3 separate regions of the Rattus norvegicus genome follow, and regions 2 and 3 are each linked to region 1. A link is a contact called in public Hi-C data. All regions are on one chromosome and are shown on one strand. The core of a region is the stretch at or near the end of the contact, and the rest is flanking DNA. Distances in the headings are between cores, read along the strand shown. Region 1 holds the start of Pex26 (peroxisomal biogenesis factor 26). Region 2 holds the start of Bcl2l13 (Bcl2-like 13). Region 3 overlaps Bid (BH3 interacting domain death agonist).

Region 1 (3,568 bases), core at 704-3,203:
TCTGAATGGAAGGAGAACTGAACAAACCGAAGGTAATCCTGTGGGAACAGCACACCTCGAACATGTAGCAAGCGGGTGCGCACTGGCAGAGAGTGGGAGTTGAGAGTGTGCTAACTGAGAAACGGGCTTAGAGTGAGGCTTCTGGCTGGCTGCTCCTATCGGAACTTAAGTGATCTTTTAGAATCATCTATGTCCAGCCGGGCAGCGGTGGCATTACTCTAATCCCAGCACTTAAGAGGCAGAGGCAGGTGGATATCTGAGTTCGAATCCAGCCAGGTCTACACAGTGAGTTGCAGGACAGGGCTACACATAGAAATCCTGTCTCAAAATGAAAAGGAAAAATAAAAATAAATAAAAAGTAAAACTATATCTAAGGGCTGGAGAGATGGCTCAGTGGTTAAGAGCACTGACTGCTCTTCCAGAGGTCCTGAGTTCAATTTCCTAGCAACCACATGGTGGCTCACAACCATCTGTAATGGATCTGATGCCCTCTTCTGGTGTGTCTGAGGACAGTGACAGTGTACTCACATACATGAAATAAATAAAATAAATCTTTAAAAAAAAAAAAAACTATATCCAAGGGCCACAAAGCAAAGCCCTCAACATTCAATGTGCACCCTTTATACTCCCTAAAAGCACAGTCAAGTCTCTCCAGTTTTTGTTTCTCTGCTGTCAACTCTGACTACTGTGCCTACTCCCTCCTCACCGTGAAGGTTTATACTCCACAGAGAAATGGTGCCCCCAGCTGCCAGAGGAGGCCAATGCATTAGAAAGAGCAATCTAAAGAAAGGGTTTCCTAAAGGCAATTCACCCAGTCCTTCAACAATACCAGAACAGTGTACCCCCACCCCCACCCCACACACCCATTTTCCATGATCTGCCAAGGCCAGGAATAAATAGGAGGGTTCCTCTTTTTTTTTTCTTTTTTTTTTTTCGGAGCTGGGGACCAAACCCAGGGCCTTGCGCTTCCTAGGCAAGCGCTCTACCACTGAGCTAAATCCCCAACCCCAATAGGAGGGTTCCTTTTTTTTTTTTTTTTTTTTTTTTTTTTTCCCCGGAGCTGGGGACCGAACCCAGGGCCTTGCGCTTCCTAGGCAAGCGCTCTACCACTGAGCTAAATCCCCAACCCTATAGGAGGGTTCCTAAAGGAGGCTGCTACCTGCTTACTTAACTTCCTCACGACTGAACACTTAACACACGTCCACCCTGTCCTCCTGCACTGTAAAGAATTGGCTGTGGCGCCCCTCCAAACTGTTGCATGATTTGACTTCAGTGTGCAGTATTGTGGGTGCAGGATGAGCAACCAGGCTCTCTCAGAGAGGATCCCCTAGGGAGGGCAAGGTGTTTGGCGCAATCTCGCAATGCCAGAAATTCTGAGACCGAGCTCCTCCCCAAAAAGGAACACAGCCCAGCACGTACGTGCCACTCGCGGGCTCCTCCGCCAGGCTCTGCCAGGCTCGTTCGCAAGTCTCTAGTGCGGCGTGGAAGTCCAGGTGCACCACCAACAGGTCGGCCGCCTCTTCCAGCAGGTGCACCGCGGGTGACACAGCCGGGAGGGCGAGCGCGGGCTCGCTGCTCCGCAGAGGGCCCACGAGCCCTTTCAAAGGGGCTGCAGAAGTCGAAGCTTCGCTCTTCATAGCCAGCCTGGCTTCGACCAGGTTTCTTCACACGTCAGGAGGACAGCTTCGGAGCTTCCTGGAAATCCGGAGTAGGCCTGGTAAATGACCCGTAAGCCTCTCACTCTTCCTCTCCACGCCTCTCCAGATCTTTTTCTAGGGAAGGAACATGAAGGCGCTGGACCCAGGCACAGCCTAACCTTTGAGGGACTGGCCTGTTCAAAACTTAAGAAGCTGTCGAAGGAAGGCCCAGCACTAGTTCCTCCTACCCATAGACCTGTGCTAGAAGCACCGAAGCACCCAGAGTAGAGAGGGGGACAACAGAGACGTGCACAGGGAACTCACGGCCATAGACAACTCCGCCCCACTCCCTTCGCCACTACGGCGCACGCGCGCGCCCTGGAGCTCAGGATTCTGGGAATTGTAGTCCTGGCTTCTTGGGCCTGTGAAGCTTCGGGGAACCTCTGGCTCCCAGAGACTGTCATCTTCCAGAAATAACTCACCAGATCACCAGCTTCGCGGTGGGAAAGATGGGGAAGCTGAAACATTAGTGAAATGCCTTTGTCCTGTGAAATAAGATCCATTCCTCGCTAACCGGAAGAGGACGGACGGAGGAAATTTCAGTAAGGAGGTGGAGCTGCCTGCACCTTTATTCGTAACCTCAGGAAAAGAAGAAAAAGAAAAGGAAAACTCTGGAGCTGGCTATTTCCTTTTCCTGGGTTCGATGATGCTATAAAGTGTGGCAGAGTGCAAAAACGCTTTCTGTCTCATTTATTCATCTCTATGAGTTAAGGACAACTATTATTCTATTTACAGATGAGATAGGTCACACAACAAATAAGTCACGAAAACATTGTTAAACCAAAGAAAGCACTTTTTTTTTTTTTTTTTTGGCTGAAAGGAGTGTCAGGGCGGAATGGAGTGTCAGGTAAAACTGATCTGTTATGGGGGCTGGAGAGATGGCTCAGCGGTTAAGAGCACCCGACTGCTCTTCCAGAGGTCATGAGTTCAATTCCCAGCAACCACATGGTGGCTCACAACCATCTGTAAGGAGATCTGATGCCCTCTTCTGGTGTATCTGAAGACAGCTATAGTATATATAATAAATAAATTTAAAAAAAAAAAAAATAAAGTCTTTTAAAAAAAAAAAAACTGATCTGTTATTTGTATTCAGCAGATGAACCAGCAACACACAAGTGAGTTACACAAACTCCTGGATCCTGTGTTGTATGTGTAAATAAGGATGTCATAAAAATAAAGCCATGCACGCGTGTTGTCATGCAATTCTTCAATACAGTACTGGACCAATGTAAGAACTGATGTTTTATGTATGTGATATGTAAAAATAAATATATATGTATATTTTCATGTGTTGTATTTATATTGTTCGTTGAGATGGCATTTCTCTGTATAGCCTTGGCTTTCCAGGAACTCACTCTGTAAACCAGGCTGGTCTCGAACTCAAGGATCAGTCTGCCTCTTCCTCCCTAGTACTGGGATTAAAGGAGTGCACTATCCTGCCTGGCTTCCTATTAAATCATTTTACACAGACTCATAAATCACCAGTATCTGGGCTCTTCTGACAGGATTTCCTAACTCTCCCACATTTTTTTTCTTTTTTCTTTTTTCTTTTTTTTTTTTTTTTTTTTTTTTTCGGAGCTGGGGACTGAACCCAGGGCCTTGTGCTTGCTAGGCAAGTGCTCTACCACTGAGCTAAATCCCCAACCCCACTCCTCCACATTTATACTCAGCCTTAGTGGTTCTCTGTCTTCTGAACTCTCTCCCAAGCTTTTGTAGAATCCCTTGCTCCCTTAGTGACTGGGTAAGACAGCTAGGCGCTAGGCCAAGACCGCCTCAGCTCATTCATACATTGCTGTTCTTTCACTGCTAACACTGACACAGCAGCCTTTAAATGCCTGCAGAAGGTCGTCACACAGCTGAGACAGAAATGT
Region 2 (3,568 bases), core at 546-3,045, 360 kb after region 1:
CCAGTGAAAGTAACTTGAGTTTAATCCCTAGAACCCATGTAAAGATAGAAAGAGAAAGCCATACTGCCCACTGGCCCTGCATGGTGCCACAGGCCCTGGAAGGCAGAGGCGGGGTCCGATGAGCTTGAGACTATCCTGGTCCATGTAAGAAACTCTAGGACAACCAGGACTATATAGAGAACCTGTATCCCCCCACACACACCCCAAAATAAAACAAAATTGCCTAGTGCCCTACACACACGTGTAACCAAACATACATTTACACCCACAATAATAATAAATTGAACATTTTAAAGGAATAGTCATGGTTGGGTACTCCTGGATCTCTATAAAGGGGAGGTAGAAAAAGTAGGATCTGAGTTCAAGGCCAATTTAGGGTACAGGAGATCAAAAAAAAAAAAACAACAAACCAAAATAAATGTTATTTTAAGGACTATGAGCTGTCTGAAAAAAAATATTTAGAATAGTTAGACTAGAACCCTGATCATCCAGAGCCAAGGGACTTTGTAGAAAAACAGTTTAAATATTTTCAATTCACTGCTATAAACATCCAGGATACATTTATCCAGCTGTGTGTATGAAATATAAGTGGTTCACAACCCACACACTTGCCCAACTTTTTATGTGTTAAAACAAAATGGAAGAAAGGTATTTCAAGGGTGTGGCAATTCATTTAAGGTCACACAAGTTAGGGCAGAGAGCATCAACAGTCTGGTTTATACCAAGCCTCCAAGGGGAATATTGGAAATTTTGCAAAAACTTTTTTTTTAATATCAGAAAAAGAGGGGCCTGTCAGCATGGTTCAAAACTTCTAAACACAGAAAGTAAAACAGATCTTTTAGATAAACACTTGTGCATGGGAATGGTGAATTGCTTAACAGAGATATCAGTCGAAAGCATGTGAACTTCTGGGCAGATCCCTTCAATTTTTATCCCTAAGTAAAATCCCCAACTTTGAAAGCCTGGGCTTCCTTCTTCACAGTACTATAATGAAGGCAAGAAATGTGGGATCCCGTGGGAATGTGAGGAGGGTTTTTAAAAAGAAAACAAAACAAAACAAAACGAATTACTGTGAAAGGTATTGCCTTCATGGGGTAAGAAGACCTAGTTTTGTTTTGTCTTGGGGTTGGGGGTGGAGTGGGAATGGGAATGGGTGTCAAAACGGCAGTGCTAAGACCGAGAAACAAGCCTTAACACTGTGACAAGACACCACGACCAGAGCTAATCTATAAACGTTCTCAGTGAATGGCACATGCTTCCCTCCTCTAAGCAAGAATTCACGCTTCCTAGTCTACCCACCCCCAAACCCCCAAACCAGACCCTGGTTCTCAACACCGAGATCTGTGTGAAGAACACAATGTAGAGCAAGGGTGAGGAGTTTCAGTGCCTCAGGCAGCCACACAGCCCGTTCAAAAGCCGCCCGGAGTCGGGGCACACTGGATAGGTCGGATTAGTCCCAAATAGCTCCCCAGAAATTCCAAGAAGCCTCGGCGGAGCCGCATGAGCCTCCTTCCCTCCCCTCCTGATCTCTCCCGCGCGCTGGGCAACACGGTGGTCAGCTCGGTGGTCTCTAAGACCCCTTCCTCAGTGGGAGGAAACCGCTCCGCCACCCACCAGGGCCTCCCGGGAGTCCCACTCTCCTCACCTGGCTCCGGCCCTGCAGTAGAAGGGACGAAGGAGACGGCGGTGGCAGCAGGTGCTTCCCACAGGGTACAGGAGCAGCGGTGGCTGGTTCGACCCGCAGACCTAATCTACCGCCGCCGCCATGTTGGACGGTGAGGTCACCCTGACGCGCTTCCGTCACGGGCGGCGTGGGGGCGGGGCCGGCCGTGGAGCCAAGCCGGAAGCCGTTGGCTCTGTCAACTGGAAAACAAAAGCAGGGTCACTGATGCTTGCTGGTCAGTTTGCGCAAGCGTGACCTGTAAACGAAGTTGCCCTTTGCCTCTCTTTCCAAGAGCGGCTCATTCCTGGATTCCTGGACTTCATAAGTATCCTCACCAAGTCATTTCTGGTGCTTGGTAGGGCGAAGGAAGATAAGGAAGACACTGCCCGCCTGCTCACCCCTGTGTGGGACAAGAAGCAGGTGGCATCTTAGAGGCTCAGTTCTGTAGACTTGTGCATTCATTCCTGAAGAGCTAAAGCTCTCGGGTTGACAGTCAAGTCTTCACTTCCCAGTGCTGCCGACTTTGGGTTCATAGCCACATACCAGGAGATTGTCCTGAAAGAAAAGCAACTTAAAGTCAGGGTGGAATGACTTAAGTAGAGACAACTCGGGCACCGTGGTGATGAAGGAAATCTTTTAGTAGTAATCCATTTCTTACTCACACTGCCTGGCAAGCTACCTGGATTATTTGTGCTTATGTTTTGTTTCTTTACTCCACGAAAGCATGGCCAACCTGTGGTCCAAGATAAACTGAATGCTTTCACAACCAGAAAGAAAAGAATAGATTTACTTAAAACATGATAAATTTCGTTGTCCAGCAAGAAGTTTTTAGATGATGATCGCATAAAAAGGCAAGATACCTAGGCAAGATATGCGCCCTGCACTAGGCAGTTTGTGTTCCAGCCTGTGTTCTTGAGATGAAGTAACACAGTAACTCAGACAGCACCGAAGATTAGGAGCTAGGAGACCAGTAAGATCAGAAATGATGAATGTGTCCAGCTGCTTATACAGGCCTGTAATCCCAACACTCAGAAGGCTGAGGCAGGAGGATTACCATAAATTGGAGTCTGGCCTGGTCTCCAAAGTTATTTTCAGGCAGTCAAGGCTACACAGTGTAATCCTATCTTTAAAAAGAAATAAAAGATTGATTACAGAACTGGCCGTTGAGAGCCCTGACTGCTTTTCCAGAGGTCCCGAGTTCAAATCCCAGCAACCACATGGTGGCTCACAACCATCTGTAATGAGATCTGATGCCCTTTTCTGGTGTGTCTGAAGACAACTATGGTGTGCTCATATATAGTAAATAAATAAATCTTTAAAAAAAATAAAAGATTGATTACAAAACTGACTGGGGCCATGGAAATGGCTCAGGTTGCAAAAGTGCTTGCTGTAAGCCTAAATGATCTGAGTAGGATCTCTGGAGCACACGTAGTGGAAGACAAAAACCAGCTCTAGCAAGTAGATTTCTCTGACCACATTGCCCAACCCCACCTCCCATACACACACATTTCAAAGCAAAACAACCAGTACAAACGGATGGAACGTGACTTCTAGTGGCTATGTTTGGAGGAGGGGGTTAAAATGTTTAAAATTCACAGTGATGATGGCGGCACAATTACAAATATCCCGAATTCCATTTAATTATATGCTCTTGTTTTTTTTTTTTTCGGGGGGGGGGGGGGGCTGTGTTCCATGCTGACCTCAAACTTGCTCTGTACCCTCCAATGTCCTTGAATCTCTCATCCTGCCTCTGCCCTCCTGAGTGCTGAGGTCTCAGGTATAGGCTAGCATGCATATGTGTTGCTGGGGATAGAACTCAGGGGCACACAATCTACAAACAGAACTATGATCCTAACCCTTTTGAACATTTCTATTTTTTTTATTTTATTTAATTTCCTATAGGTG
Region 3 (3,568 bases), core at 721-3,220, 290 kb after region 1:
AAGCACTTTGAGCGGTTTTAGCATGGTGCCTTGCTTTTCTTACTAGGTAATGGGTTAAATATTTAGCATATGTTTGTTTAAAAAGATGGGAAACAACTTCTCCTGGTTACTTCTTGACATTCATCAACCCTAAGCCTGGGAGGCTTCTTCTTCTCTAGATCTCGTCTTGGTGGCATTCTCGGGGCTGCTGTGTAGCCCCTGGCACCTTGGACAATGATGAGTGAATGACTGGGTGCTTAGAGGAGATTATGACTATGTCCGTGAAATTCAGAGTTTTCAGCTACTTCAGGCATTTGGCTTCTGTGGTATAAGAGAAACCCTAGGAGGGTGAGGTGGAGTCTGAGTAGGTCTGACCCACATCCCTCTGGCCAGAAACAGCTCTCCCTTCCCAAGACGCCACCTGGTGGCTTCTGGAAGAAGTGGCCTCTGCTGTGGCCGAGATTGGCAGCCATGACAGTGATTGACAGCTAGGACCACCATGAGGTGATTGCACAGTGCCCTCACACCCGTGTCTAATAATTCTGGGTGTAATGAGAAATGCCAAGCAAGGCGGTGTTTTTATTTTATTTTATTTTATTTTATTTATTTATTTATTTATTTTTTTGGTTCTTTTTTTCGGAGCTGGGGACCGAACCCAGGGCCTTGCGCTTCCTAGGTAAGCGCTCTACCACTGAGCTAAATCCCCAGCCCCGGTGTTTTTTACTCATCACTGTGTGTATAGGAGGGAGTCAGGCCATGGGTATGGAGGTCAGAGGGGCCTGGCGTCGGTTCCCCTTTGACCTTTCACATTGTTCCGGGGTGGACCTCAGGACAGCCGGCTTGCTGGCAGGCACATTCACCCGCTCTCTTGCCTGCTTCTGGTTTTAGCTTTTTGAGGGCCCTCCACACTATTTTCAAAAGCAGGCATACTAATTTGCATTCTCAGTAACAGTATATACGGTGAATGGATATACTTTTTTTTTAACCATGCGACAAAACCTTTATTAACATTTTAAACAGAGGTTCAGCTATTACTGAAACTCTGTTGGGGCTAAGGGGGCAGGTTTCAAGACAGGGTTTCTCTGCCTAGTCCTGGCTGTCTTGGGACTTGGTTTGCAGCCCAGGCTAGCCGAAAACTCAAGGATCCGCCTGCTTCTGCCTCCGGGTACTGGAATTAAAGGTGTGCACCGCCAAGCCTGGCTGCACTGAAACTTAAAATTTCTAAATTTAAATGCACAGATGGTTTTAGTGTAGAGTAATACCATTAGTGCCTACCGGAAACTCAGTGGAAGACCAGGTGCAGGCCTGAGTCTTTCTGGATCAAAGAGAGCACAGTGGTCTTTCAGCCGCTTGTCTGCAAAGACGAGCCTCTGCCAGTTGGGCAGGAGGTGCCCTCCTAATCCTGGGTCTTGGCTTTCACGTTCTCTATGGTGTCAGGGGGCTCTGCCTCCAGGGTCAGGGCCTTTACAAAGATTCGAATCTTCACTTGTTAACGAAGGGATCAAAGTGCAAAAGTTCAAAGCCCATCAGAGCACCTAGATGTAAGAGCCTCTCTCTGCACTGGACAAAGCCGCCCTGGGCATCTTCAGTGCAGTTCTTAAATAAATGACTTTGGTCCAGTCAGTCGTGGTAGAGCGGAAGACTTGAATGACAGGCACATTTTACCAGCCAGGCTGTCTTGCCGGCTCAAAATGATTATATCTTCTTCCCATTAAGTTGGAATACATACTGTGTGCTCCGCCTCGTCCTGCGGGTAGAAAGAGGAAGTGGTTGGTGGTTTGGGAGACCTGTGATCCTGGTGTGAGTAGAAGCTTGGTCAGGTTTACTGGAAGCAAAGCTGAGTTCTGCAGAAGTGGCCCAGGGATGCCCAGTTCAGTGCCCGCTGAGGCTTCAAGGAGGAAGACTGCAGAGCTGACTCACTGGGCTGCCGCTCTCTGCTCTGCGGAGAGCCAGTGCTGGTGGGTGGGTGTGGCTCAGCTGCAGATGTGACAGCGTCCTGTGTCCCCATGGGGCCCCACAGAGGCATCGCTTCCGGGAGCAGCCACCCACACTGTGTGTCTATCCTCTTGCAGGTGGTTCCCTGGACTCTGTGAGCCAGCGGTGGTTGGAGCTACACGCCTGCGTCATGGACTCTGAGGTTAGACTCTGGCGTCTTCTCATCTTGTTCTTCCTGGGTGTCCCTGTTAACGACGCAACCCGACCCCTCGCTTGGCCGGTCCGCCAAGATGCGCCTCAGATATCCAACAGAATTCACTCCATTGGCATCTGATAGGGACGTGGTACAGAATGGGGACATCCTTCCAGAAAAATGGAATGGCGTGACCGTCAGCCTGGCGGACATAGAACACATGTCTGCCACGTGTCGCAGCACAGAGGCTGGACAGAAAAGATCTGGAAGGCTGCCCCAGTCAGGGGCTGAGCTGGGTGCTGGCAATAGTGCTCTCTAGCCTGCTGACGTCTCCTGCTGCCCTGTAGGGCCCCTAGAGAGTGGGTCGCTCCTGTGCCCCTCCTCCCCAGTAGCCTTGCCTTCGGGGGAGGAAAGCTGGGACACAGAAGTTAGGTGGTATCTGGCTGAGACCACAGCGTAATGCTGACATTTTCTCTTCCATCTCGGCATTTGACATGCCCGCCCCACGTCAGAGCTTGTTATCTTATTGTAGGTGTCTCTGACTTTCTGAGGGTTTTTTTTTTTAATGGTAAAATAATATAGTTAGTATTATTATAACTATTGAGTGCACAGTTGAGGGACATTAAGTGAAGCAGGTTTCATTTCTAAGTTTTGTTGTCCTGCAGGCCTCATGGTGCAGGTGTTGCTATGCAACCCCCAGGGCTGCTTTTGGTCACACCATAGATCTAGCAGAGAGGCCGGTGAACGAGACCATTCCTGCTGCCTCCGCCTTAGAGTTTATCGAGCACCCGTGCAATCAGGCTCAGTCCTGTACATAAACATGGATGCGACTGAAGTGATGGCATTTGCCTGGTGCCCCGGAGGCAGTGTCCCTGGGACCTTTCCCTCAAAGCAGCCTCCCCTGTGGGTGTCTTCAGGAGGGTTCTCTAGAAGGTGGCCAGATGACCCACGGTGTCTTCTGCTGGACAGCATGCCACAGACTATTTCTCTGCCCATAGGCCTCTGACTAAGGCTTTCGGATTCTCGGAGTTATTGGTTCTCACAGGCCAGTGGGGCTCGGGTCCAACTGTGCCCTGACCCAGGCTCCTGTGAGCCTTCCTGACCGACTCCCTTTTCACCTTAGGTCAGCAATGGCTCAGGCCTGGGGGCTGAGCACATCACAAACCTGCTGGTGTTCGGCTTTCTCCGAAACAATGACCGTGATTTCCACCAAGAGCTGGAGGTACTGGGGCAGGAGCTGCCCGTGCAGGTTTACCTGGAGGGGGACCGTGAAGACGAGCTGCAGACAGATGGCAGCCGGGCTAGCCGCTCCTTCTATCATGGAAGAATAGAGCCAGGTAGGTCCTGGTCTTGTGCACCTCGTGCCAAACGAAGGCTCTGCTGACTCCTAAAGGCCTCGAGGGTCTTTGGGGTTCAGTCTCTCCCCTTATATTGGCAGGTTCTTGTGTGTGCGCCTGTCAC

The links. A called contact is a pair of places that touch in the nucleus more often than the background predicts.
Region 2: a contact with region 1 is called in a Hi-C map of liver, with 2.9 times the contacts expected there. The contact joins the promoter of Bcl2l13 here to the promoter of Pex26 in region 1.
Region 3: a contact with region 1 is called in a Hi-C map of liver, with 6 times the contacts expected there. The contact joins the enhancer-like site here to the promoter of Pex26 in region 1. A contact is called at or near these places in 10 of 12 Hi-C or Micro-C datasets (the A7r5 cell line, the Rat2 cell line, Schwann cells and 6 more).

What each region holds. Positions count from the first base shown.
Region 1 is chr4:156,085,378-156,088,945 of GRCr8, reverse strand. Pex26 (peroxisomal biogenesis factor 26) reads right to left here and starts at 1,953. Exons shown (of 5, transcript NM_001106618.2): 1 at 1,420-1,953. The coding sequence starts at 1,637.
Region 2 is chr4:155,726,524-155,730,091 of GRCr8, reverse strand. Bcl2l13 (Bcl2-like 13) reads right to left here and starts at 1,795. Exons shown (of 7, transcript NM_001398849.1): 1 at 1,646-1,795.
Region 3 is chr4:155,793,378-155,796,945 of GRCr8, reverse strand. It overlaps Bid (BH3 interacting domain death agonist), which reads left to right. Exons shown (of 6, transcript NM_022684.2): 2 at 2,052-2,116; 3 at 3,231-3,444. The coding sequence starts at 2,105. Among named protein-coding and RNA genes, the nearest start is that of Bid, 13 kb to the left of the region's middle. Within about 2 kb of position 1,970, at least 15 of the 93 cell types and tissues checked have an H3K27ac peak or open chromatin away from gene starts, as enhancers often do. A contact at or near this core is called in liver, where this site is marked.